Regions from separate parts of the Mus musculus genome. Here regions 1, 2 and 3 are each linked to region 4. The links are chromatin contacts, called in public HiChIP or PLAC-seq maps. All regions are on one chromosome and are shown on one strand. Each heading gives the region's core, a stretch centred on a gene start, on an enhancer-like site or on the middle of the called end of the contact. The rest is flanking DNA. Distances are from core to core; before and after follow the strand shown. Region 1 has its middle 12 kb from the start of Pik3r3. Region 2 has its middle 9.6 kb from the start of 1700042G07Rik. Region 3 overlaps Mast2 (microtubule associated serine/threonine kinase 2). Region 4 holds the start of Nasp (nuclear autoantigenic sperm protein (histone-binding)).

Region 1 (2,700 bases), core at 53-2,552, 420 kb before region 4:
CTGGTTACTCCATGTATTCATTCAGTCTTTTAACTCTATTCTATTCATATGATTTCCTTCCTTCCTTCCTTCCTTCCTTCCTTCCTTCCTTCCTTCCATCTTCAACACTGGGGTTGAACCTAGGGTCTTATGCATGTTAGATAAGCACTCTGTCATACAACTCTATCCTTGTAAAAGTATCTTTTACTTACTTGCCTGATGTAATTGTCATCTCAGAGGCTTACTGCTAGCCTAGGCCTAGTTTCAGAAGCCGCCATAGAACCTAATCTTGGCCTAGCATGTTTTCAGCCTCTGAGACTTGCTGTTGAATTAGCCCACCCTTTCTTACTCTTTCTGATCACTGGCTAGCTGATTTAACTCAGCTGTTCTAGCTCAAACTCACCTCTAAGATTGATTCACTCTGGCTTCTCTTAGCTCTGCCTCTAGCCATCTGCTAAACTTCTGACTCTTCATTCTCTGGCTCCTTCTGTCTTCACCTGTGTCTAGTTGTTCTCTCTCTGTAACCTGTCTCTGTACAACTGTCCTAGTAAGATTGCCCTTTCTCCTCCCTCTCTCTGCACTGCTATGTAGCTTCTTTTTTTCTCTTGTTTTCCTGGGAGTTGAGTATATATTAATTCTATCAAATCTTTCTCTGCTTCAACATTTTGTCTACCACTCAATTAGACATCACTTTCAAACATGGGTGCTTCCTTCTACAAACTAAACTTTACCTTCATTGTTTGGGATTAAAGGTGTGTACTAAAGGTGTGTCTGCATTCCAGCCAGATCACACAGACCTAGAAGGTCTTTGGTTGTGAAATTCTTCTACATATCCTCAGACCTCCTCCCTCCCTGCCCCCCTCTTTTTGAGGCAGGGTCATGCTATGTATCCTGGCTGGTCTGGAACTCTCTATGTAGTCCAGGTTGATCCTGAACTCCTAAAGATCTTGCCTCCTAGCCTTCTTTTTACTTTTTTGTTTTGAGACAGGCTTTCACTGGACAAGGCTAGCCCCGAATTCACTCTGTAGCTCAGAAAGTCCTTGACCTTGTGATCTCTATGTCTGGAAATGTAGGTAGTTCCACCAGGCCCTGCCTTCTTTGGTTTCCTTAAGAGTAGTTTCCTTTGAAATTCAGTGTTAGGGTGAACAGTACCCATAGCCAGCTCCAGAGGTTGATACTTTGTCAAGTCCAATCCTTTAAAAGTCTAATTTGGGTGGGGGAGTACTATTTCAAAATATTTATGAAAGGAAAACTAATTAACTTGGCCTGGGTGGGGTCACCTATGACAAGGAGCAAAGTCCTGTGCAAGTTAAGGAAGGAGATTTCATGTTGAAGGCATCACTACAATGGGATAATAGACTCACCAGCCTAGGACATGATCTTCATTCAGTGTCAGGCCATAATCCATAAGCGATACTCTTTGGGCTACCTGATCTAGACTGGAGGGTCCTTGAAATGAACGAATCATTCAGATACATAGAAGAAAATATATGAAAACATCCTCACTTATTTTCTTATAAAAAATTATAAAAGTGTACCCCTCTTACCCCCAAGGGTCTCACTGTGTAGAACTTGACTAGATCTCACAGAGATCCATCCGCTTTAGTAATGGGATTAAAGGTGTGCACTAGCAGTCCCAGAGCATGACACCATTTAAAAATAAACAAATGAACTAAATGGGAAAATATTTTAAAAATTATGGAACGGAGTATGATGGTTTACCCTTCTAGTCCCAACACTTGGAAGGCTGACATATGAAGACTACAGTGAGTCGAGTCCGAGGGCCAGACAGCTTGGGCTCCAGCATAAGAGTTTGTCTCTAAACATTAAAAAAATATATAGAAGAAGAAGACGGCCTGGTATTTGTGGTATTACTTCTCTAGGATTGCGATAGTGTCTTACCACAACTGGCTGGCTTAAAACAATAGAAACTTATTCTTTCATAATACTGGAGGGCTAAAGTCCAAAGGTTCAAAGCCAAGATGTAGGCAGGACTAGTTAGGACTTTCTGGAGACTCTGAGAGAGAATGCATGTCTTCTCCTAGATTCTGGGGGTTGCCATGTAATTCTTGGTGCTTTCTGGCTTGTAAAGGTATTGCTCTGACCCCTGCCACTGTCTTCAAACAGCTTTCTGTGTATGGCTGTGTCTCAGATCTACTTCTTCCCATTTGTCACAAGGACATTTGTCACTGGATCGATAATTCACCTTGAACCTATGACAATCTCCTTGCAAGATTTTTACTTACACCTTTGAAGACTTCTTTTTCAACTAAGGCCATATTTAGAGCTTCTGGGCTTAAGGCGTATACACAGATTGTTAGATAGAACTGGCTGAAGTGGTACTAGGGTATAATCATTTTCCTCAATATATGACTTGGTCAGAAAAAGAGAAGAAAAAAAAAAAAACAAACAAAACAGAGAAGTCTTAGTGGTCTGTTATTGAGTTAAGCGTTTCAGAACTGAAGCAATTCACGGGTGAGATGGGTACTGCCTGGTTCTTATTTGCAGGGTCCTAGGCAAACACTGCAGAAACAGCAACCACAAAGCCCCATATCAAGCTAGGATTCTGGGCTCAATTCCTCTATTGTCTTGGAAAAGAAGACTTAATCCAAGGGATGTGTTTCAGTTGTGGTTGGGGAATAAAGCCTGCAGTGAATTCCACAAGAACAGAATCATGAGGTTAAGACTCAGCAGTCAGAAGCCAGGGAGAGGCCAAGAGAG
Region 2 (2,700 bases), core at 109-2,608, 440 kb before region 4:
CTGGAGTAGTAATCAGGTGGCCCTGAGTTGGTCCTTTGGTGTTCATAAGACAGTGTGTACGTGTTGAAAAGAGGCTGTAAACAAGGCTTCCAGGCTTTTTGAGTGAGTCTGGTTCTCAGGGGCCTGGGGCAGTAGGGACTTTACCACTGGGATAGCATCCTGTTGTAGAGGCTGAGAGATGCAAGAAATCACTAGTTTTATAGGACTGGGGCTGGAGGCAGCCCTAAGAGGGTCGTCTCACCCAGGTCTGTCTAAGAGTGAGAGAGGAATCCAAGGCCTACAAAGGGAATATGATATGACAACAGCCTCACAACAGCCACTATCTCTTCCTATCACCTGCCAGGTACCCCACAGGAATGAATTCTGGTCTTGATTCTGGTCTTTTTTGTCTCCCTTGGAGACAATGTCTCACTATGTAGTCTCAGCTGGCCTGGAACTTGCTAGGTTGGTCTTGAATGCAAATCCCCCTACCTCACTCTCCCAAATGTTAGGATTACAGGTGTGTGCCACCAAGCCCAGAGCAGAGGCGCCTTTTAAGATGAGCTTAAAGGACTGGCAAGAGTTTAGCTGATGCAGCATGAGAAAGACTTCTAAGAAACAGCATGAGTCGAGTGGAATTCTCAGACAGGCCTGAAGTGAGACAAGGCTGATGCCTTCTATGCTCTGTGAGCACAGCAGGAGCCACTAAGTTGCGTCCCCCACCCCCACCCCCAGGGCTCTAGAGGTAGTTGCTAGGAGGACCTGAGAAGACCCAACTGTTTAGTGCTCAGTTTTCTTTTCTTTCTTTCCTTCCTTTCTTTTCTTTTTTTTGTTTTTGGGAAACAGGGTTTCTCTGTGTAGTCCTAGTTGTCTTAAACTCACTCTGTAGACCAGGCTGGCTTGAAATTCAGAATTTTGCCTGCCTCTACCTTCCAAGTGCTCTACTACTCACTAGAAGGAAGATTCTTTTTTTTTTTTTTTTTTTTTTTTTTTGTGGTTTTTCGAGGCAGGGTTTCTCTGTGTAGCCCTGGCTGTCCTGGAACTCACTTTGTAGACCAGGCTGGCCTGGACTCAGAAGTCCGCCTGCCTCTAGAAGGAAGATTCTTAATTGTGGGTGTGGGGTGTGCTGGACTAGCTCGCGCCTTCTCTCTCTCTCTCTCTCTCTCTCTCTCTCTCTCATCTCATCACCTCTCTCCTTCCCCAATCCCAGGGTGCATGTCTCACTGCCTTTCGGCAGCCTAGACAGTTCTGGGGCTAGGGTGGGATGGACGCCCGCACCCTCAACTCAGCTTTGGAGCTTTGTGAGATCCTTGAGCCCTTCCCTTGCTGCAGTGATGCAAATCCGTTCCGGATTTAGTAAAGGCATTCTTCCCGTGAAGGAGGCGCACAGGCGCCAGCGCCTGGCTGGAAGTGCGTCTCCCTGCCAGCCCTGACCTAAGGGCGTTGGGACCTGAGATAGGAATTCCCTTCTGGTTAGGAATCAGGCTTTTGAGAGTAGAAGATGGAAATTCCTTGGCGGGATAATTAATGTAGGGCACTGGGCTGAGAGAAGAAAACCGATGCCTAGCAAACCCTTTAAAGGACTCAGAGCCCAATAGGAGTGACAATGAGCAGGCGGGACACTGGTCTAGAGGTCTGTGGCAGGTTTGTGGTAGGGAAAACTTGAAGGTTAGTGAGCAAAGTTGGTGGAATCTTCAGATCACAAGTTTGGTTAATTTGACCCATCCCTGTCCTGGGGACTTCCTCACCTCTCACAGGGGATCTGCTAGGAGCAGGAAGGGCTGCATGGAGCTCCAGTCTCAGGAACCAGAGCTGCCAGAACTGTGTGGCAGCCTGTGGTGAAGAGTGCTTATATTATATGTACAAGCATGGAAACATGCGCTGACTACAGCATGCCAGAGCAAGCTTTGTAGCCAACGACACATCAGGTGAGCAGTGGTGCTCACTCTACTTACAGCTACTCTGGACTCAGGAGCTGGATGGATTATTTGAACCCAGGAGTTTAAGGGCCAGCCTGGGTAACCTAGTGAAACTTCTTTGCAAGCAAACAAGACACAAGAAAAGAAAAACATGGCTGGAGAGACGGCTAAGAAGTTAAGAGCACTGGCTGTTCTTACAGGGAGTCAGGTTCAATTTCCAGCACCCACACGGCAGCTCACAACCGTCTGGAATTCCAGTTCCAGGGGATCCAATGCCCTCTTCTGTCCTTCAATGTCTGGTGGACAGACATACACAGAAAAGAAAACATTTAAAACAATACAGTTCTTTTCATTAGCAAACATATAAACCAACTTGGCTTTTAGGTCTGCTCTAGCCATTTACTGTTTAGCCTTGGACATTCCTTCAACTTTGACAAATCTTGTTTTTCTTATCATAAAGTTGTAACAGGAATAGGTAGAGACAAGGTATGTTGTGAGGGAGAAGGGAGTTTAAGAACAGTATTTAGGCCGGACGTGGTGGCGCACATTAATCCCAGCACTTGGGAGGCAGAGGCAGGCGGATTTCTCAGTTCGAGGCCAGCCTGGTCTACAGAGTGAGTTCCAGGACAGCCAGGGCTACAGAGAAACCCTGTCTCGAGAAACCAAAAAGAAAAAGAACAGTATTTAGAGCCATTCTTCCAAGGTGGTATGAGAACCCTTAGCCTTTTGGGGGGCTGGTAGAGTCAAAACCCTGGCAGGGTAGAAATCCCAGCTAAGTCTGAACATATGATTAGATGCTGGT
Region 3 (2,700 bases), core at 6-2,505, 290 kb before region 4:
TTTCTCAGTTGAAATGAGAGGGAATAGTAAGTGCTTGTTCCAGCAATCTCTTTTGTTTCTGCATTACTTTTTTTTTTTTTATTATTTTATCTTAATTGTTTTGAGACAGAATCCTATGTAGCCCAGGTTATCTTCAAACTCAGTATGTAGCAGAGGATGACTTTCACCTTCTTTTCCTCTTGCTCACACCTCCAAAGTACTGTGATTTCAGGTGGGAGTCATTATACCTCATTTATGTGGTATTTTGTGCATGTTAGACAAGTCCTACAACAGAGCTACAGCCCAGCCCCCTGCTATACCTTGTAAGTAAGTAGTCCTCCCAACCAACACCTTCACTTCCCCCCTACACAGGTTTTTCTGTGTAGCCCTGGCTGTCCTGGAGCTGGCTCTGTAGACCAGCTGGCCTCAAACTGAAGAGATCCATCTGCCTTTGCCTCCTAAGTGCTAGGATTAAAGGCATGTCTTACCACTATCACCTAGCAAAGAAAGTAGTCTTAATAGTAGAACTGCTCTTACTCCAAGATATAGTATATTCGCTAGCCACTGACCGCTACAAAGCTGGAGCCTTATTACTATTTATTTTAAATTGGCTTTCCCATTTAGAACTAAAGAAAACTCTACTTCAAAACTAAACAAGGAAACGACCCCCCCAAATTAAAACAAGAGCCCCACAAACTTGAACTATGGCTAAGAGAGTTGTGAAGTTGTGAAAACAAGCCACTGTGTGTAGGGAGCCTTAGCAAAGGTTTGAAGACACCGTGAGGGTGGACTTCTCCAGAGGCCACTTAATGTGCTCTCGGCATGGGTGGAACTGTCAGGCCTGCTAGGAGAGGCCAGAATCAACACTATCATTTTCAGACAGGAGAGAAATGGGACTTAAACCCTTCGAAGCTCAGCGAATTATGAGATATTACAGTCTTTCTGAACTCATACTTGGGACCCTCAGCTGAAAGCTGAGATTTATATTCCTAGCATTTGGGAGGCAGAGACAAGGGAAAATCTCTGAATAGGGCTGTAAGGATAATGTTTCTGTGCACTGGGTAAAGATTATCTTTGTATCATTCAAATCCTGATTTCCTTGCCCCCACATCTAGTTGCAATCCTTATTCTGAGAATCTCTGGTCTCAATGTTGTGTAAACATTGCTACCTAATTTCCTGATTGGTTAATAAAGAGCTGATCAGCCAATGACTGAGCAGTGGAGAGAATAGGGCTGGACTTCCTCTCAGCCCAGGGAGGGAGGGAGGAAGGAGAGAGAGGAAGTAGGAAATCACAGCTGGAAGAGAGTCCAGGAGACACCATGAGAAAAGTCCTGGAGCCAAGAGAGCCACATCAGTACTAATGAAAGTATCACTGGGATTTTGACTGCGAGGTAGCCAAATTAGTTTAGAGGATTAATGTGGAGTTGTTGTGAACTTAGAAGCTTGTTAAGTAAATATTATAGTCCAGTCTCAATTTGGGAGCTAGCTGGGTGAAGCAGAAAACTGCAAGAAACACATTAAAAAGCTACTAACATAGGGAAGCCTGTATAGTCTACATAGCCAGGGCCACATAATGAGACCCTGTTTAAAAACAAACAAACAAACAAACAAACAAACAAAACTCCAACAAAAGCTGAGAAGAAAGTCATGTCAGGCCCTTTCAGCTTCTTGGAAGTACTTGGGATACAAGGTAAAGAGTGTTACTCTGGATCCTTCCTGGAACACTTTCTCTTCTCTAACCCAACGATAATTCTCAGTTACAGTATCATGCTGTGGAATATATTCTTAGGGTACCACTGTGTTTTGCTTAGGATTATAAAATAAATGAATCTACTATCTTTCTGTTCAGCTGCAAATGCACAGTCACTCAGAAAGGAAAACTTGAACAAGACCTAGGAGAGGACAGAAAGGAAGGCATTTTGATTACTGGTAGTCCAAGGCAACCCAATCCACACGGAAGAGTACTGACTTGAAAGAAGAACACAGACATCTACCAAGCACACATATCAGTCAGGGGTCAGTGGTACATGCCTTTAATCTCAGCACTCGGTTCTCTGAGTTCAAGACCAGCCTTGTCTACAGAGTGAGTTCCTGGACATCCAGGGCTACACAGAGAAACAAAACAAAACAAGACAAGACAAACAGCACAGAGGGGTTCTCAAGCAACTTACCTACGGGCAGGAACGAAGGAAAAGTGAGCAGGAGCATTTGGAGAGAAATTCCGGGGGCTGTCCAAGGGACTGTTACCTGTGATGGGGAGAGGAAAAGGAACTCTTTGAAGTTTGCTCTGGGAATGAGGCAAACTTGTGTGGCTTTCTGGTAAGAAACCTTTTTCTCTTGTTAATTTAGTATATCTGGTTATTTTCTCAGGCCAGCCCTCAGTTTATGAGTCTTTATAAAAGTTTGACAACCCAGGAATGTTATCACCTAGAACTAGGTACCTGTGATACCCTACCTTGGACGCCCTTTCTAGATACAGCAGGGATTCACATGTTCCTGCGCTCTTAGGAACAGATCAAGTTGCAGTATTCCAAAGGCTTAAGAACTGTCCTAAAGACAACAGAACGCCTAGTCTAAAAGTTACTTGTACAAGTATCTCCACCCACTGCAGCCAAGGGGCTAAACAAAAATGTGCATACAGTAAGGGTAGAGTTCCTTGGCAGAAGTTCAGGATAGCAGTACACCATAAAATGCCTTATACTACAAACTCTGAGGTCTAT
Region 4 (2,700 bases), core at 103-2,602:
CGAAAACCTAACGAATCAAGACACTTCTCCGCAAAGGTTAAGAGTTACAAAGCTTCAGTCCCGTAGCCACCCTCAAGATTACTGTAAACCTGGTAGTGAGTATATAATAAAATTCATTGCGCCCCACCGACCCGGCAAAAGCAGCATCCACTCCAAACAATGGAGTTTTCCCGCCTCCTACAGGCCCCGCCCACTCCTAAGAGCCAAAACTACGACGATCAGCGTGCAAAGCCCCGCCCTCTGAGAGGCCCCACCCACCCGCGTCCCCTGTTCCAAGCCTCCATCCTCGTGTGGGTTTTTTTTTTTTTTTTTTTTTTTTGGCGCCAAATCTGTTGGCCAATTTCTCGGTACGTCTACAGACTCTCTACAGAGACGCACCCTAGGAGTGCGCGATCAGGAGGGGCTCAAGGACCGACTGGAGCCGGGCCCCGCCTACCTACCGGCAACCTCGGGCAAGGGGTGGAAAAAAGGGGCCGGCGATGGAGCCAGCCACCGCTGCCCCCGGCAAGATGGCGGCCGTGAAAAGCCGGGCAGGGGGCGCCAGCCACCCGCCGTTACCGCTGGCGCGCCAGCTCTTCGCAAGTAGGGCTTCTCCACAGAGCAACCCTCTCCGCACGGCCGCCGTTGTTCCGGGGAAGGCAGCTGTCCCACCCACCAGCCCGTCCCGCCCGGGAAGCCAAGTCCCCGGACTCTCCCTGAGGACTGGCCTCAAGCTCGCCACAGTCCCGCTTACTTGTCAGCGGAAACCAGCTCCGCGGCGATGGCAGCAGCGGCTGTAGACTCTGTGGCCATCGTTCCCCTGAGGTGGTGGGCCAGTGGGCAGAACACTGCCTGCGAAGAAAACCAGAGAATTCCGGACAGCAGAGACTCACTCAGGTAGAGAAAATGGCAGATTGGAGACCCCGCGCGGTTGAGGCCCTCTTATATACCAGGTCCCTTGTCCCGCCCATCCACTTCCGGATCCTCCCCCCTCGGATTTAAAGGACTAGGACTCAACACCTTTCTGTCACAAGGACACAGCCCTGTATCCCTTCCCGTTTGGGTATCTTCCCGCCCTAGCCCGTTTTTCCTTAAAAAAAGAAAAAAAGAAAAAGAAAGTAAGATAGAAAGGAAAAAGAAAACAAAAATCAAACAATTTCCTGCTTCTGTGGCTAGTCGTGATAGAAGCAAAATCTCAGTACTACAACTTCTGAATGGGAGCCAGCCTAGAGATTCCACAATTAAGTGGAGCCAGTGAGTCTCTGCGACTGTGGAAAAAGTAGTCCCGAAGGTGTCTTTCTGACGGGGATACCCGAGAAGGTGACAGGTATTCCCTATGTCCTCTCAGTCTTAACGGATGGAAACGCAAGAGCTGAGCACGAGTACAGCAGCAACGGCTAGAACTGACCAGACAGACGCGTGGCTCTGGGCCTCAGCAACTACTGACGAAACAAGATGCTGCTCTAGGATTGGCTACAGATAAAACTATCGCGCTTGATTCAAAACTCTTAGAGGGGCAAAGGGATGCGGGTGTTTAGATCCACCGCCTTTGACTGATCCAATCCGTTGCTGCCATCATCTTACTTTACCCACGTCCAAGTTGTTAAGTTAAATCCTGTACTTAAAACACTTTAAATATTTTAGCTGTCTCTCTTTTTTTTTCTTTCATATATATTAGGTAGGGACTTACAGTCTATCCCTGGCTAGCCTGAAACTTGCTATTTAGACCCACTGATCTCTAACCCACAGACATCTGCCTGCCTGTGATTGCGAGGGCTGGGATTACAGGTGAGCAGCACCACACACGCCTTCTTTTACAACCTTTTGTAACTCCAGTTCAAGGGCATTCAATCAATGCCTTCCTGTGACCACCAGAGCCACTAGGCACACACATGGTACACATTTATGTATGCAGATACACTCATACACATTAAATAAAAGTAAATGTGGCTGGAAAATTCGCTAGGAGGTTAGGAGCACTTGTTATTCTTGCAAAGGATCCTGTTTCAATTCCCAGCACCCACAAGGCGCCTCACCACTTCGTTAAGCTCCAGGCATGCATATGGTGCACAGACATGGATGTAGGTAAAGCATTTATTCACACAAAATGAAAAAAAAAAAAAAGAACTAAAAATGGATAAATAGAAATAAGTGGGTTCCTTTAAAAAATAACTTGGGGGGGGCTGGTGAGATGGCTCAGTGGGTAAGAGCACCCGACTGCTCTTCCAAAGGTCTGAAGTTCAAATCCCAGCAACCACATGGTGGCTCACAACCATCTGTAACAAGATCTGACGCCCTCTTCTGGAGTGTCTGAAGACAGCTACAGTGTACTTACATATAATAAATAAATAAATCTTAAAAAAAAAATAACTTGGGTATGATGGCACACACCTTTATAATTTATTTAGTTGTATTTCATGTACATTGGTATCTTGTCTGCATGTATGTCTGTGTAAGGGTGTCTGAACCCTTGGAACAAGAACTACAGATAGTTTGTTCCTCTCCAAGAATAGCCAGTGCTCTTTAACCGGTGAGCCATCTCTCCAGTCCTAGCACACACCTTTAATCTCAGCACTCAGGAGGCAGACTGGTCTCCCTGGATTTGAACCCAGAATGTTTTACAGAGCTAGTTCTAAGACAGCACACCTGTTTCAGCACTCCAAAGGCAGAAGCTGTTGAGGCAACCTAATCTATGTAAGGAATTCCAACACAGCCAAGGCT

Evidence for each region. HiChIP or PLAC-seq counts read pairs in DNA pulled down with a chosen protein or histone mark.
Region 1: an H3K4me3 HiChIP or PLAC-seq map of embryonic stem cells shows a contact between it and region 4, with 9 times the contacts expected there. The contact joins the enhancer-like site here to the promoter of Nasp in region 4. A contact is called at or near these places in 5 of 39 promoter capture datasets (the C10 cell line, cranial neural crest, frontonasal cranial neural crest and 2 more) and 13 of 115 datasets of contacts at active chromatin or transcription factors (the 230-238 cell line, the SCID.adh cell line, bone marrow-derived macrophages and 8 more).
Region 2: an H3K27ac HiChIP or PLAC-seq map of embryonic stem cells shows a contact between it and region 4, with 2.9 times the contacts expected there. The contact joins the enhancer-like site here to the promoter of Nasp in region 4. A contact is called at or near these places in 9 of 39 promoter capture datasets (the C10 cell line, the HPC-7 cell line, cranial neural crest and 6 more), 3 of 484 Hi-C or Micro-C datasets (the HL-1 cell line, forebrain and muscle stem cells), 19 of 115 datasets of contacts at active chromatin or transcription factors (the 230-238 cell line, the SCID.adh cell line, astrocytes and 14 more) and 1 of 9 other capture datasets (liver).
Region 3: an H3K4me3 HiChIP or PLAC-seq map of bone marrow-derived macrophages shows a contact between it and region 4, with 2.9 times the contacts expected there. The contact joins the enhancer-like site here to the promoter of Nasp in region 4. A contact is called at or near these places in 6 of 39 promoter capture datasets (the 3T3-L1 cell line, the C10 cell line, cranial neural crest and 3 more), 1 of 15 datasets of contacts at CTCF or cohesin (the NIH/3T3 cell line), 14 of 115 datasets of contacts at active chromatin or transcription factors (the 230-238 cell line, the NIH/3T3 cell line, the SCID.adh cell line and 9 more) and 3 of 9 other capture datasets (liver, macrophages and pancreatic islet).

The regions. Positions count from the first base shown.
Region 1 is chr4:116,208,164-116,210,863 of GRCm38.p6, forward strand. No RefSeq gene overlaps it. Among named protein-coding and RNA genes, the nearest start is that of Pik3r3, 12 kb to the right of the region's middle. Within about 2 kb of position 1,303, at least 24 of the 459 cell types and tissues checked have an H3K27ac peak or open chromatin away from gene starts, as enhancers often do. A contact at or near this core is called in embryonic stem cells, where this site is marked.
Region 2 is chr4:116,181,608-116,184,307 of GRCm38.p6, forward strand. No RefSeq gene overlaps it. Among named protein-coding and RNA genes, the nearest start is that of 1700042G07Rik, 9.6 kb to the left of the region's middle. Within about 2 kb of position 1,359, at least 70 of the 459 cell types and tissues checked have an H3K27ac peak or open chromatin away from gene starts, as enhancers often do. A contact at or near this core is called in astrocytes, craniofacial prominence, embryonic stem cells and 2 more, where this site is marked.
Region 3 is chr4:116,335,271-116,337,970 of GRCm38.p6, forward strand. It overlaps Mast2 (microtubule associated serine/threonine kinase 2), which reads right to left. Exons shown (of 30, transcript NM_001369061.1): 6 at 2,152-2,227. Among named protein-coding and RNA genes, the nearest start is that of Pik3r3, 120 kb to the left of the region's middle. Within about 2 kb of position 1,256, at least 8 of the 459 cell types and tissues checked have an H3K27ac peak or open chromatin away from gene starts, as enhancers often do. A contact at or near this core is called in bone marrow-derived macrophages, where this site is marked.
Region 4 is chr4:116,626,599-116,629,298 of GRCm38.p6, forward strand. Nasp (nuclear autoantigenic sperm protein (histone-binding)) reads right to left here and starts at 1,353. Exons shown (of 16, transcript NM_016777.3): 1 at 1,292-1,353; 2 at 734-831. The coding sequence starts at 792.